Linked DNA regions of Sus scrofa: all the other regions are linked to region 3. A link is a contact called in public Hi-C and HiChIP or PLAC-seq data. All regions are on one chromosome and are shown on one strand. Each heading gives the region's core, a stretch centred on a gene start, on an enhancer-like site or on the middle of the called end of the contact. The rest is flanking DNA. Distances are from core to core; before and after follow the strand shown. Region 1 holds the start of FBXO32 (F-box protein 32). Region 2 holds the start of DERL1 (derlin 1). Region 3 holds the start of ZHX1 (zinc fingers and homeoboxes protein 1). Region 4 holds the start of TBC1D31 (TBC1 domain family member 31).

Evidence for each region. Hi-C and Micro-C count contacts between places; a contact is called where the count stands out from the background. HiChIP or PLAC-seq counts read pairs in DNA pulled down with a chosen protein or histone mark.
Region 1: a Hi-C map of skeletal muscle shows a contact between it and region 3, with 4 times the contacts expected there. The contact joins the promoter of FBXO32 here to the promoter of ZHX1 in region 3. A contact is called at or near these places in 2 of 47 Hi-C or Micro-C datasets (liver and skeletal muscle) and 1 of 2 datasets of contacts at active chromatin or transcription factors (alveolar macrophages).
Region 2: a contact with region 3 is called in an H3K27ac HiChIP or PLAC-seq map of skeletal muscle. The contact joins the promoter of DERL1 here to the promoter of ZHX1 in region 3. A contact is called at or near these places in 2 of 2 datasets of contacts at active chromatin or transcription factors (alveolar macrophages and skeletal muscle).
Region 4: a contact with region 3 is called in a Hi-C map of skeletal muscle, with 11 times the contacts expected there. The contact joins the promoter of TBC1D31 here to the promoter of ZHX1 in region 3. A contact is called at or near these places in 4 of 47 Hi-C or Micro-C datasets (heart right ventricle, liver and skeletal muscle).

Annotation. Positions count from the first base shown.
Region 1 is chr4:15,893,891-15,897,366 of Sscrofa11.1, forward strand. It overlaps FBXO32 (F-box protein 32), which reads left to right and starts at 1,985. Exons shown (of 9, transcript NM_001044588.1): 1 at 1,985-2,136. The coding sequence starts at 2,021.
Region 2 is chr4:16,308,709-16,311,926 of Sscrofa11.1, forward strand. It overlaps DERL1 (derlin 1), which reads left to right and starts at 1,699. Exons shown (of 8, transcript NM_001244479.1): 1 at 1,699-1,993. The coding sequence starts at 1,841.
Region 3 is chr4:16,099,092-16,102,353 of Sscrofa11.1, forward strand. It overlaps ZHX1 (zinc fingers and homeoboxes protein 1), which reads left to right and starts at 1,689. Exons shown (of 4, transcript XM_013996503.2): 1 at 1,689-2,100.
Region 4 is chr4:16,286,507-16,289,488 of Sscrofa11.1, forward strand. It overlaps TBC1D31 (TBC1 domain family member 31), which reads right to left and starts at 1,303. Exons shown (of 20, transcript XM_021088972.1): 1 at 1,006-1,303.

The DNA.
Region 1 (3,476 bases), core at 735-3,234, 200 kb before region 3:
GGCTGCACCTGTGGCATCTGGACGTTCACAGGATAGGGGTCGAAGCTATCCCCGCCAAAGCTTCAGCTGCCAGCCTACGTCACAGCCACAGCATCACCAGATTCGAGCTGCGTCTGTGACCTATAGTGAAGTTTTCGGCAACACTGGATACTTAACCTACTGATCAAGGCCAGGGATCAAACCTGCATCCTCACAGAGACTAGTCAGGCTCTTAACCTTCTGAGCCACTATGGAACTCCTTGTGAAAGCTAACTCTTGAGCATGGAGATTTTACTCTGCTGTGACTGCTCTTTGCAATCTAAGCCCCAAATGGAAGAGACTACAAAGCATAACTGGAAGTCGTGAAGATGCCTTGTCAGCAGCCTCCCCTGTGTGTTCACCTGCTCATGGGATAAGCAATTACTGCAGGCCTTCTCTAGGCCCGCAGGGTGCTGGAGCTGGGATGCCACTGCAACAAGTGGTCCAGCTCATGGAGTTTACCTTCTGCAGAGACGGGTAGATTGTTACCAAAAAGCAAACAGGGTAATTTCAGATTGTACTACGGGTGGTGAAGAAACTAGCCCTGTGACTCTAGGTAAGTCACTGGCTTAATCCTTCTCAGGGACTCTCAGTGCCCTCATCTGGAACATGGGACAGCTGCCACACTGGTCCTCCTGAGGCTTAGGTTAATAAGCTGAGGTCTATGAGGGCTTCAGACCCTGGGGCATCGCCTCCTCACTGTGGGCTTTTACAGTGTTTCGTTTAGTCCCCATCAGTCAGGCAGAGGGGCTTTCTAGGCCCTTCTCCCTAAACGGTCACCAAAACCAAAACAAAACTCCTGACCTATTTCCGGAGAAGGGCTTAAGAGCCCAGAGGACGCAGAACAGAAAAGGGTAGAGCGGTTCTTTGTAACAGAAGTCCAGTCCCCTAAGCCCTAGGCAGATAACCGGGCAGTCAGCGGGGCTGACACACCCCTAACCTGCTCCCTGACGTTATGGTGCCTACTCAGGCCCCGCAGATGCCAGTGCTGCTGGCTTAGGGTGTCCAGAGTGGGGTGGGGGACTGTCCCTGCTCTCCACTTCCACCGCTGGGACCAGCTGCCACCGAGCTTCCATCTTCTTCCTTCGCCACCCGGGAGACAGGCCTGCCTGACAGCAGACTCTGTAACAGTTCTGGGGCAGGGTGAGGTGGACGACTGTCCCGCCGCCCCACCCCCGCCTGGCGGTGTCCCCTCCTCCACCGGAGAGCGGGTTCTAGGTAGTGAGAGAGGCCAGGAGGCTGCGCCCCCGACCCCCTGCCGGGCTCCGGGCTCCGGGGGGCCGTGTCAGGCCCCCGCTTTGGCGGGGCTTGTCTGGACCCAGGGCTCGATTGTGACAGCTCAGGGTTGGGAGGAGAGCGGTCCCTTTTCCCCACCCCCGCGCCGAAGCGATCCACAAGCCAGTCGAGCCTCCTCCTCCCTGCACCTCGCCAGGCCAAGAGCTGCAGAAGGACGGTGTGCAGTTTCCCGAGCGCCCGGCCTCGCTCTCCCAGCTGCAGCAGCTGCCCTGGCGGGGGGGAGAAGGAGCGCGAGGGGCCAGGGGTGGAGGGGCAGTGGGCGCCCCGATCCGCAGCGCGGCTTCAAGTTTCCACCAGCGAGCGGTTGTGCAACAGCCAGAGGAGCAAGAGCCGCGGGCGCCTCGGAAAACAAGCCGAGCCCATAAACAAAGCCACGTGGCCTCCAGGCTGGGGGGGCCGGGCTAAGAGCAGGCGGCTCTTCCGGCAACAAAGAGCCGGGGCCAGCGGCCCGGGATAAATACAGCGGCCGGGACCTCAGCGCAGCACTCCAGCGAGCCCCGCGCGCCCGGCGACCCTCCACAGCACCCTTCGCGAGCGCAGGGACCCCGCTCCGCACCCCAGATCCCGCAGCCCTCCACACAGGTTCCCTGAAGCCGCTCCCTCACCGGCCCCAGCACCCCCGTCCGAGCATCCGCCCAGGGCGGCGCGTCCCCGAGGCCGCCCGGCCGGTCCTGTCCATCAGTCCGTCGCGTCCGTTTGCAGTGCCATGCCATTCCTCGGGCAGGACTGGCGGTCCCCCGGGCAGAGCTGGGTGAAGACAGCCGATGGCTGGAAGCGCTTCCTGGATGAGAAGAGTGGCAGCTTCGTGAGCGACCTCAGCAGGTGAGGGGATCGCCACCAACTTCAGCTACGCAAACACTCGGGCTGGTCTCCGGGAGTGGGTCGGTGAATGGGACGCAGGCAGAGCTGGAACAGGGTGAGAAGGGAGCCCCTGACTAGAAGGATGAGAGTGAATTGCCTGGGTTTCTGTAGAGGTCACCAGAGCACGGGATTCAGGGTATTTGGTTTCTTATTATTGTTCAAGGTCAGCGTCCCAAAGTGGGCATGACTCCTTCCAGAACCCCAGGTCCCTCTGAGAGTGTGACGATAAATGAGGCTCTTCTCCACAAACGCTCACAACTTCAGGGGTCCCCTGCCTTAAAAGACCCGTTGTCGTTCGCTTTGCGTGTGTGGGCGCCGGCGGTGAGCGGGCTGCGTGCCCTTCACCCTGGGGTGGCGCGGGACTCCCAGCACAAGTCTGGAGACGGGATTGGACACGGGGCCCGCCCAGAGCACCTCCAGGCTCTTCCCACGCAAAGGCGACCACAGAGTGGGCAGAGAGGATGAGTAACCAGGAAGGGGCGGCCAGATGGTCCCTGGGGCACCAGCGCTTTGCGGGCGGACTTTCGGAGCGATGGTAAAGACTCGAGGAGGCAGAGCTGCGGAGGAGGAAAGGGAGGCGGGGTATGAAACCCACACGAGCTCTCTGCTTCTGAGAGGACGAAGTCTTTGCACCTGTTTCCTCAGTGGCCCTTTTTGTCAGTTTTCTTTATATAGTGAGGGCACCCCCATTTCAAGGTATGCTTATCACCTGCAGAAAGCCCACCTGGAGCAGGTGAGCCTCTGGACTCAAGTCCCACCTGCCCTCTGTCAGTCGGGTGGAAAATCCAAAGTCCCCGGAGCCTGATGCTCTGCTTGGTTAATAACACAGAAGCCCTGATTAATGAGTTGGGTGCTCTGGAATCTGTCAGTCCAGGCCTCCAAGCTGCGCTTCCCAGTAGCTGCCATTTGATTCCCATGAGGAGGGCAATGGAAATGGGTCTAGAGGGGATCAGTGGCCTTGGGTGCCTTTTCCTAGGGCTTTTGGTTAAAACCACTGCTCCCCACCCTCAGCCCTTAAATTGACTTCAATGGAGAGAGTTCCCTAAGTGGGCCAGCTTCCCACTGAGAATGACCAGTGGTTGTTTGGCTGAGCCCTTGGCACTCAATTTTACCAAAACTATCAAGGAAAATATCACTATTTCCATGTACTGACCTTCAGAGTCTATCACCTATTTATGATTCATAAAGCATCACCTTTTGTCTTCCAAAGGGGGGGGGAAAGTATTTAATCTTGGGGGTCTGCCAGGAGGGACAAGAGCACATTGACCTTTATGGTAAAGGCACTTTGACCAAGTCCCTGA
Region 2 (3,218 bases), core at 449-2,948, 210 kb after region 3:
AATGCCATTTGCAGCAATGTGGATGGACCTAGAGGTTATCATACTAAATGAAGTAAGTCAGAAAGAGAAAGGCAAATACCATACAATATCACTTATATGTAGGATCTAATATAGGGCACAAGTGAACCTATCTACAAAACAGCAACAGACTCACAGACATAGAGAAGAGACTTGCAGTTGCCAAGAAGGAGAAGGGAGGGGGTGGGAAGATCTAGGAGTTTGGGGTTAGTAGATGCAAACTATTACATTTAGAATGGATAAGCAATGAGGTCCTACTGTATAGCACAGGGAAATATAGGCAATCTCTTGGGATAGATCATAATGGAAAATAATATATTAAAAAAGAAGGTAAAAACAAGGTGGATTTTCATCTATCTGTAACTTAAGTCCTACCCAATAAACCAGATTAATAGTCATGATCATTTCTGCTTTCAGTTCCTCCAAAATTCCAAGCCAGTTGGAATTGCTGACTGAAGAAAAACACACAATCTAAGTCGCAAGTTAAGTTTTATTCAAGGAATTTACTGAGGACTATAGCCCCAGACCCAGCCTCTCGGGTAGCTCAGAGGACCTGCTCTGAAGAGGTAAGGGAGGAGTCAGAATATATAGGATTTTTGGCTGAATACAAACAAACCATGTAGTCACGTGTCAAAATATTACAGCTAATCACAAAAATCAGACATCTAAATGATTTTAGCGCTTTTTTGTGTAAGGGAAGATGCAAGATTCTGGCTCATTGAAATTATTACTTAGATATGCATCTTAACTGGGCCAGTATCCTCTTTTTCTCCTTCCTGAATCCCTCTAGGGTGCACCATCCGGGTGGCTGCAGTGGCTGATGACTTGACGGCAGGCAACATTCACTTTACTGGAATGGTGGCTGCAGTGGCTGATGACTTGACGGCAGGCAACATTCACTTTACTGGAATGGAAGGCAGCATTCTTTGTTTACTGAAATGGCCGTCAACATTTTTTTTTTTTTTTTTTTTTTTTTTTTGGTGCACAGAGCGGCTGTTTCCTCTGAATGGAAAACTCCCCATATCTTTGCAGGGGGCTGGGGTGTGCGTGCTCAAAGGTCACTTTCTCCGAGTTCTCTCTGACCAATCCCATCTAAAGCAGATTTCTCTCCCCACACTTCCCCACTCCCACGCAGTCACTCTATCCCCATCTTCCTAATTTATTTGCCTTTTTCTCCTTATCTCTTTAAATTGTTCAATTATTTGTTCATTCACTGTTATTTTTGTTAGTATGTAAGCTCCAGGAGAGAAGGTACCACAACGACTCTGCTAGTTGCAGCACCTCTGGTGTCTAGAACCCTATGTCGCACTTGGTAAGCTCTCAATAAACATTTGCGTAACGAATGAACAAAGAGGAACTACATTGTACTTTGCCTCCTCCTTTCCCTTTGACTACCCTACAAAATGTACCCACCTGGATTATAAATCAGGCAGGAACCCGGTAGAAGGCATTCAGCCTCGCCATTGGCTGGAGTATTTGTCGTTGCTCCCGGCAACCACTGTTTTCCACCAGTCGTGTTGTCGCCCCGCCTGGCCCCGCCCCCAAGCTCCGAACTTCCTTCCAGTGGTAAAAACCTGCTAGCTCTTTAAGCGGCGGGACTTCTGGTTAACGTCGTCTGCGGCCTCCGGAAGGGGAAGTTCGCCGCCGAACGCTCCCTCGCTCGTCCGAATTCGGTGGCGCCACGTCCGCGGGTCTCCGCCTTCTGCACCGGGGCTGGGGCGGCTCCGCCTCGACACCTTCCACTCACCCAGGAGGCCGCGTCGGAGGGGGCCGGGACCGGGAGTCGGACGGCTGTGCACATCCCGGCCACGACGAGGCGAAGATGTCGGACATCGGGGACTGGTTCAGGAGTATCCCGGCTATCACGCGCTATTGGTTCGCCGCCACCGTTGCAGTGCCCTTAGTCGGCAAACTCGGTCTCATCAGCCCGGCCTATTTCTTCCTCTGGCCTGAAGCCTTCCTTTATCGCTTCCAGGTATTGACCGGCGATGGGGGAAGTGGAAACTACAGGCCCCAGGTGGCCCCGCAGCGGCGGAGCGTAGACCCGCCGGTTGCGGACGCGCGGTGTCTGGTGGGATTTGTAGTGCGGCGGCTCCAGGGGTTTAGGGCGGGGTCCTGTGGCCCAGGGATAAGGTGGAGGCAAAGGAGTCTGAGCCTGGGCCTGGATAGCTGGAGGCGTGGAGAGTCCTCGGTTTGGCCCAATGGAAGGGGACCGATTTCGCCATGCTGTTAAGTCTGTGCTCCCCGCCCTCTGTACCCAGAGAAGGCGGCAGTGGGGAAGGTAAGTCTAATACTTGTCAGTCTGTCGGAGGCCAGTGATTAGCAGCCTGGGGCCACCTGGAGTATGGCCCTCTGAGCTCCCTCTGCCACCCACGTGGATGGCATGTGGACCACGGCTTGCCCAACAGCCAGCTGAGTCTTTTGTATGTTGATGGCGTTTCTTCCCTGGCAGGAGTGATTTGAAGACAGAGGTGCGAAGAGTGAGTTTGTTTATTTGTGTGTCTCCTTGGCTCTGGCAGGTAGTAGTTGAATTTATAAAGGACTGAGTAAAGAGTAAATTGCTCCAGAAATGGAAGGCCCTGTTTGTTTTTGTCTTGGTTTTTTCTTAAGCATGAAGGAAACAGCCCAGAGTAACATTCCTGACAAGAGAATATTAGTTTTCTGGAGGTTATCTTTATTCACTGGATTCTGTGATTTAAATCTTTCATCAGACCTGACCTGGAGGCAGGTCAGATACCAAGATCAGAAATTAATTTCAACACATCCTTTGGACTTTGTTTAACACTCTTTTGTCTTTGCAGTCGTCACTGGCCATTTCTTAGTCTCCCTTGCTGGTTCCTTACCTTCCTGACCTTTAAATGTTGTGATGTGCCCCAGGACTCTTCAGAGTCTCCCTAGCTGTAGGTGATCTCATTTAGCTTAATGGCTTTAAATAATTTCTATAAACTGAAGATTCTCAAATACAAATACACCTCTTTGTCCAGAGCTGTCTCACTTCCAAACTTGTACATCCAGCTGTAGACTTGAAATTACCACTGAGATGACTAATAGACAAATCAAACTTCATGAGTGTAAAACAATGCCCTTTTCGCTGAAGTAAATAGCAACTTCAGCATTGCAGGAGCTTAAGCTAATAGTCATGGAGTCATCCTTGACGTCTCAAACATCCCACAGTCTCTTAGCAGATTTACTTCAAGTAA
Region 3 (3,262 bases), core at 439-2,938:
ATATGAAATTCCCAGGCTAGGGGTCCCATTAGAGCTACAGCTGCTGGTCTACCCACAGCCACAACAACTTGGGATAGGAATGCATCTGCGACCTACACCACAGCTCATAGCAACGTTGAATCCTTAACTCACTGAGACGAGGCCAGGATCGACCCCACATCCTCATGGATACTAGCCGGGTTGGTAATCCTTTGAGCCACAGTGGAAACTCCCCGGCTTGATGTTTTCATGCTCATGTTTTTTTGCTTGGTTACTAGACTGTAATCTCCTTGAAGACAGAAATATTGCCTGACTCAGCTTTGAATCTTCCACAGTACCTGGAATTCACTTATGCTCAAAAACCTAGTCGTTAAAGGCATGAACAAAAAAAGTGAATTTCTGTATCAGAAGCTTTTCCTTTCCTCAGAGATAAATCTTAGGCAGTTTTCAGTGGGCACAGTACTGCCCCCTAGGGGGCGTGCTGAAATTTTGTTGGGGCTGTTTTGGACTGTAATTATATTGGTGCCAGAGTTTTTCCATAGTGGAAAATGTATTTTATTAGTATTTTTGATATTAGTTTAATATTTTAGAATAAGTTACTTTCACTTATTTCACCTTTATGTTATCAGAACATTACAGTAGTTTCTTGTAGATAGTTTACATTATCAATGAATTTAATTCCAGGAGAGTTAAAGTGGTGTTAAAGTTTTGTTGTATACACAGAGTGTTGAGCATGGCAGGACTGAGCACCTATGTTTGCAAGATTAAGCTTTGCTTGCTTCTGCTTCCACAAGTTCTAGTATTCTAAGATAAAACAAACAAATAAAAGAAGCCGATGTGCACTGATTTCAACCATCAGGCTTTCACTTTAAGCAACTGCATGTTTTAGGATTAATGTGGCTCAGTGGAGCGCTGCTGTTAAAGCGCAGAGGGTCCATGCCCGGGGTGGGGGCGGGGAACGAACATCAAGGCGCCGGAAAGTTCCCACAGGTCCTGGCCGGAGATTCTGTGAAGAGTAGCCTGGAAGGTGATTTGTTTCCCTTTGCTTTGGTCTGTACTTTTTTCCTTGTAAAAAATGATGTGGGGAGGGGAGAAGGGACGAAGAGAAATGGGGAGGGTAGTTTTTCCCAAAGCCTGGGTCCTTAGCCGGCCTCCTTTGCAGGGCTGGTTCGCATTGAAGCTGTTCAGTATTTGACGACCACGGCTTGAAAAGAAAGCCCCCCACAAGAGTGACTCGTGAGGGGGAGAGGGAGGGCTTTCGGGGAGCAAAGGGTGGCTCCGTCTTGCCCCGCGGTTCAAAGTGAGGTTGGATCGAACTTTTGGTATCAGCGGGTGGAGGGACGGCTTTTGATGTTGGAGTTGGAGGCAAGAGGTGGCAGGGCAGCAGCTGACAGGGGGTGGAGCTTCGGGCTAGAATCCCGAAGGGTTTCAGAAAGACCCGACTTCTATTGACAGTAGGAGGGGCTCCCGACGAAAGGGGCGGGCTTGGACAGTACTGCCACCAAATGGGACTTATGACAAGGGGCGTTTCTCAGGATCCAGCGGTGACTTTAGGAAGAAGGAGCGCCCGGGGGCGGGGCCACAACTGACAGAAGGCGGGGCTGCCTTCTGGATTGACCTGAGTGAAGAAAAGGCTTCTACCGATAGCGGGCGGAGCTAACACCAGCAAGGGGCGTGGCCGCTTCGAGACTTGGAAAAGGCGGGGCTTCTGTTGACAGAGGGGCGGGGCGGCCCCCTACCTCTCGCCCTGCGCCAATCCGGGGGTGGAGGCCAGGGTCGAACCCCAGGGGAGAAGCAGGGTCTGCGAGTGGAAAGCGTGGCGCAGAGCGGGGTGGGGGCGCGCGGAGGGCGCGCGCGCGCGGGAGGGCCCCGCCTCGGCCGGCTCTTCCCCTCCCCCGCTCTCGCCCCGGGTCGGCCGCTGGGGCGCGCGCCTGGCCTAGCACCCCCACCCCAGACTTTACGTTCCACCGAGTCTGCGGATCTGCTGAAGCCGTGAGCCGGACCGCCGAGCGGTTCCGGGTGTAGGGTTCACAGGTCAGAGTTGACTCCTTGAAAAGTGCAGCCGGTTTGAAATGCAAGATGGCGGCGGCGGGGCGCTGAGAGGCGCGGCGGCCCCTGCAGGTAGCGGTGCGAGCGGGCTTCGCGACGAGCGGCCCCGGGCATCCGGGGCTGCGGGTAGGAACCCGCGGCGCAGAGCCCGCGGCCAGTGCGGCGGGCCGGGAAGGCGCGCGGCGCGCGGGCTGGTTGGACGAGGGCGGCCCGAGGGCAGAGACCCCGGGGGGCTGAGCGCGCTCCGCGCCGCGAGTGGCCAGGCTGACCGGCTCGGGGCTTCCGAGGGGGAGGGACCTGGCCTGCCTGGGCCGGATCGCCGACGGGGGACAGACCCTGAGCCTCTTTTGCGTTCTCGGGTCTCTGCGGCCGCGGAAGGGGCTGAGGGTGGGCTTGTACGGGGAAATCTCAGCACCCCTCTCCTCCCCCGCGGCTACGAGAGGACCGAGCAACTTGAGATTATTGAAGGGAGTGAGGACCGGGTCTCCCTTAGAAGGGGGGGGGCGGGGGCCGCAGGGACGGAGCGCACCAGCAATGTCGAGGGTCCCTGGGGAGGAGATCGGGAGCCGGGCCCTGCCCTGCGGGGGCGTGTGGCCTCGTGGGGACTCGGTCTCCCTGAGAGTCTGGGGAGTCATCTCTTGCTGGAGCTGAGCGCACTGGCATTGCGGTTGGAGCTCGGAGAAACCCGTCTGGGAAAGGCTGTACCTCCACTTCAGGAGAGGCTGGGCACCCATTTCGGGGCGAGTCTCAGAGTTGAGACCTTAAGAACTATATAAGGTTTTGAAGAAGCCCTGGAACTTTGGGAGAAGTTGATTCAAGAAAATGTAAATATTATCTGTCCCTTTAAGGAGGAAGATGAGGAGGCTGACTGGGGACCGCTCCAAGCCTTAGGGCCTAAAGGGAACGGTTTCCAGATCTTTCCGAGGAGTGAAGGGCTAGGAGGGAGCTGTGAGAGGAAGGGGGTCTCATGGTAGGAAAGAAGAGCCCTGGCTGATGCCCTTTCCGTGTGTGTGTTTACTCCAAAGTTCTAGGGAAAGGGACTTGAAATTCTTTGTTTCAATTCGACATCCCAGCTCTCCCCTCCGTGGGTAACAGCAAAGAAAATGCAAAACCCGGGAGAAAAAAAAGGTTCCCTTTGATATCCTTAGTTTAGGATCAAGCTCCCTGGCCCTGGGGTAGAAGAATTAGGAAGCGGGAAAGGGGATGGATAGAGGAGGGATGGGGGAAGAGACTG
Region 4 (2,982 bases), core at 53-2,552, 190 kb after region 3:
ATGAGATCATAAAGGTGGATAATGTCATTATATGTCTGTCCGGATCTACAGAATGTAGAATACCTAGAGGGAATCCTAATGTGAAATGTGAACTCTGGGTGATAAAGATGGGTCAGTGTAGGCTCATTAATCGCAACAACTGCAGGTCTGGTGGGGGATATCCATAATGGGGAGGCTAGGCAGGTGTGGGGGCAAGGGGGTACATGGGAAATCTCCATACCTTCCTCTCAATTTTTCTGTGAACCTAAAACTATCCTAAAGAAATAAAGTCTATTAAAAAAATAAAATGGAACAGCAGCAGTGCTAGTCTTACTTGAAGGTCGCCCTACGTTGTAAATACAACTGCTCCCCCTTCCCGCCACCATCACCACCACACACGTTAATACGTAAACTCCAAGAGAACCAGCAGTTTTTTGCTCTCCAGCTGTCCCCCAGCACTTAGCTCGGCACACAGTGGGTCCTCATCAAGCCGTCGATGAATGAATGCTCGCCTGAATACAGACCATGATTCGAGGATGGATAGACGGCATTTGGAAGGGGGAGAAGTGCACTCGTCTCCTCCTCTCCCCGCATCCGTTCCTCCTGAGTTCTTTCCCAGCTGGAATACTTAACAAATATTTACTGAGTATCTACTGCGTGCCAGGAATACCACAGGGATACTGTGATAATTAAGGCAGGCAGTCCTGGCACGCATCAGAAGCACAAATTCCCTGACATAAATCAGGACCTATTACTCCACGCGGATCCCAAACAGACCCCCGCCCCTAGGACTGGGAAGGAGGTCTTTAAGGACCAAGTGGTCGGAGCAAACCAAGACTAAGGCTACCTGCATTCCCCGGGGATTCCGCGCAGGATCAGAGCCAGAACCCGAATTTCCACCTAGCCCTACGCACCCCGTCCGGAGACCCTTCCCACTAGCCCCTCAAACGCCTCTCCAAAGCCGTGGACTCGCCCGTCGCCGGCCTCCATCCCCATCCATAGCGCGCCTCCTGCCGCGGCCTTTACCCGTCCCGTGTGGCCGGGGATGGCTTCCGGTGCCATATTTTGCCGCTCTCCTTGTTGCCCAGGTCTGTGCTCTGCATGTCGCAGCCCACGCGCTGCTGCAGCCGGCCTGGCGAACAACGGTTCCGGCGCTTTCCCGGCAGGCCCTACGCTCCGGCCCGGGAAACTTGAGCGCCGGCGGCTACCGCCCCGGTCCGCCGCGGACCGTACCAACTACGGGCAGGACGCCGTCTTTCCATTTACAACTAATCGGGAGGCGGCTTCCTCCCAAACTCCGCCCAGGCGACCCTTCCCGCGCTAGACCATGGGATCGGCCAACGACCAACTCTCTCTTAGATTCCGCCCCCTTTCGCGGTCCAAAGCCTTCTGGGAATCGTAGTTTTCTGCAGGTGCAAGGCGAGAGCGAGGAACTGGCTAGGGAATTCTGTTCTCTGGGGGCCTCGCAGGGTTTTAGGCTCCCAAAGGAGGCGATAAAGTGATTTTCCCCAGTGGTCTCTGATTGCGTTTCACATTGTGTTTAGGGATTAAGGGATTGTACAGAAAACTAATAGAAGCCAGGATCCAAATGCATTTAGAATTGAAGGGTTTCTTTTAGAGAACACTTGGGTTCGAAAAGAACCTTTGTGGAGCCCACCCTTGGTCTTTTCACCATTGCTGTGAATGTTGTTTCAATTCCATAGTCTAACAAGAGATTCTTGTATTATGGCGTCCAATACCCCAGTTATACACCAGTAAAGCGATGTCTTCAACAACTTGCATTGACGCCAGAGAAATTCTTTTTTTAAAAAAATTCACTTAGAACTTTAACAGTGCTTACTAGGTATCAAACACACTTCTAAGTTCCTTAGAATTTTAATTCATTTAATCCTCAAAGCAAACCTACAACTCTAGTAGCATTACCATCGCCATTTTTACTGCTCTATGAGGTAATGTATTGGCTTCCTGACAAACTTGGTGCATAAGACGACAGAAATTTATTCATTTGCAGTTCTGGAGCTCAGAGTCTGAATCAAGGTGTTGGTTGGCCACGCCCTCCAGAGGCTCTGGTGAAGTATCTTTGCCTCCATTTTCACATCACTTTCTTTCCTTTAATCTCTATTTGAATCTCACTTTGTTTTTGCTTGTTTGTTTATTTTTGTCTTTTTGGGGCCGCACTCTTGGCATATGGAAGTTCCCAGGCTAGGGATTGAATTGGAGCTGTAGCCAATGGCCTACACCACAGCCACAGCAACTTGGGATCTGAGCCACTACTGCGACCTACACCACCAATCATGGCAGCGCTAGATCCTTAACCTACTAAGAGAGGCCAAGGATCGAACCCACATCCTCATGGATACTAGTCAGGTTCATTAACTGCTGAGCCACAACGGGAACGCCTCACTGCTTTTCTAAGAACACCTGTCACTGCAGGGTAAAAGTGAGATTTTAAATGCATATATAATGCTTTTTTAAAATATTGGAGTTCCCGTCGTGGCTCAGTGATTAACGAATCCGACTAGGAACGATGAGGTTTTGGGTTCGATCCCTGGCCTTGCTCAGTGGGTTAAGGATCCAGCGTTGCCGTGAGCTGTGGTGTAGGTTGCAGACACAGCTTGATCCCACATTGCTGTGGCTCTGGCATAGGCTAGCAGCTACAGCTCCGATTCGACCCCTAGCCTGGGAGCTTCCATATGCCGGGAGCGGCCCTTCTTGGCAAAGATAAATAAATAAAATAAAAATAGTAAAAATATATAATATCTGAAACAGATATAAATAGATAAAAGTAATATATTTTCATTGAAGAATACTTAAGAAATAAAAAAAAATATTTTGAAAGTAAAACACAATCTTACCAGCCAGGAAAAAAAAAAGAAAGAGCACCTGTCATTGGATTTTGGCCCCACCTGGAAAATCTAGGCTAACTCCTCATTTAAAGATCTCTAGGAGTTCCCGCCGTGGCGCAGTGGTTAACGAATCCGACTAGGAACCATGAGGTTGCAG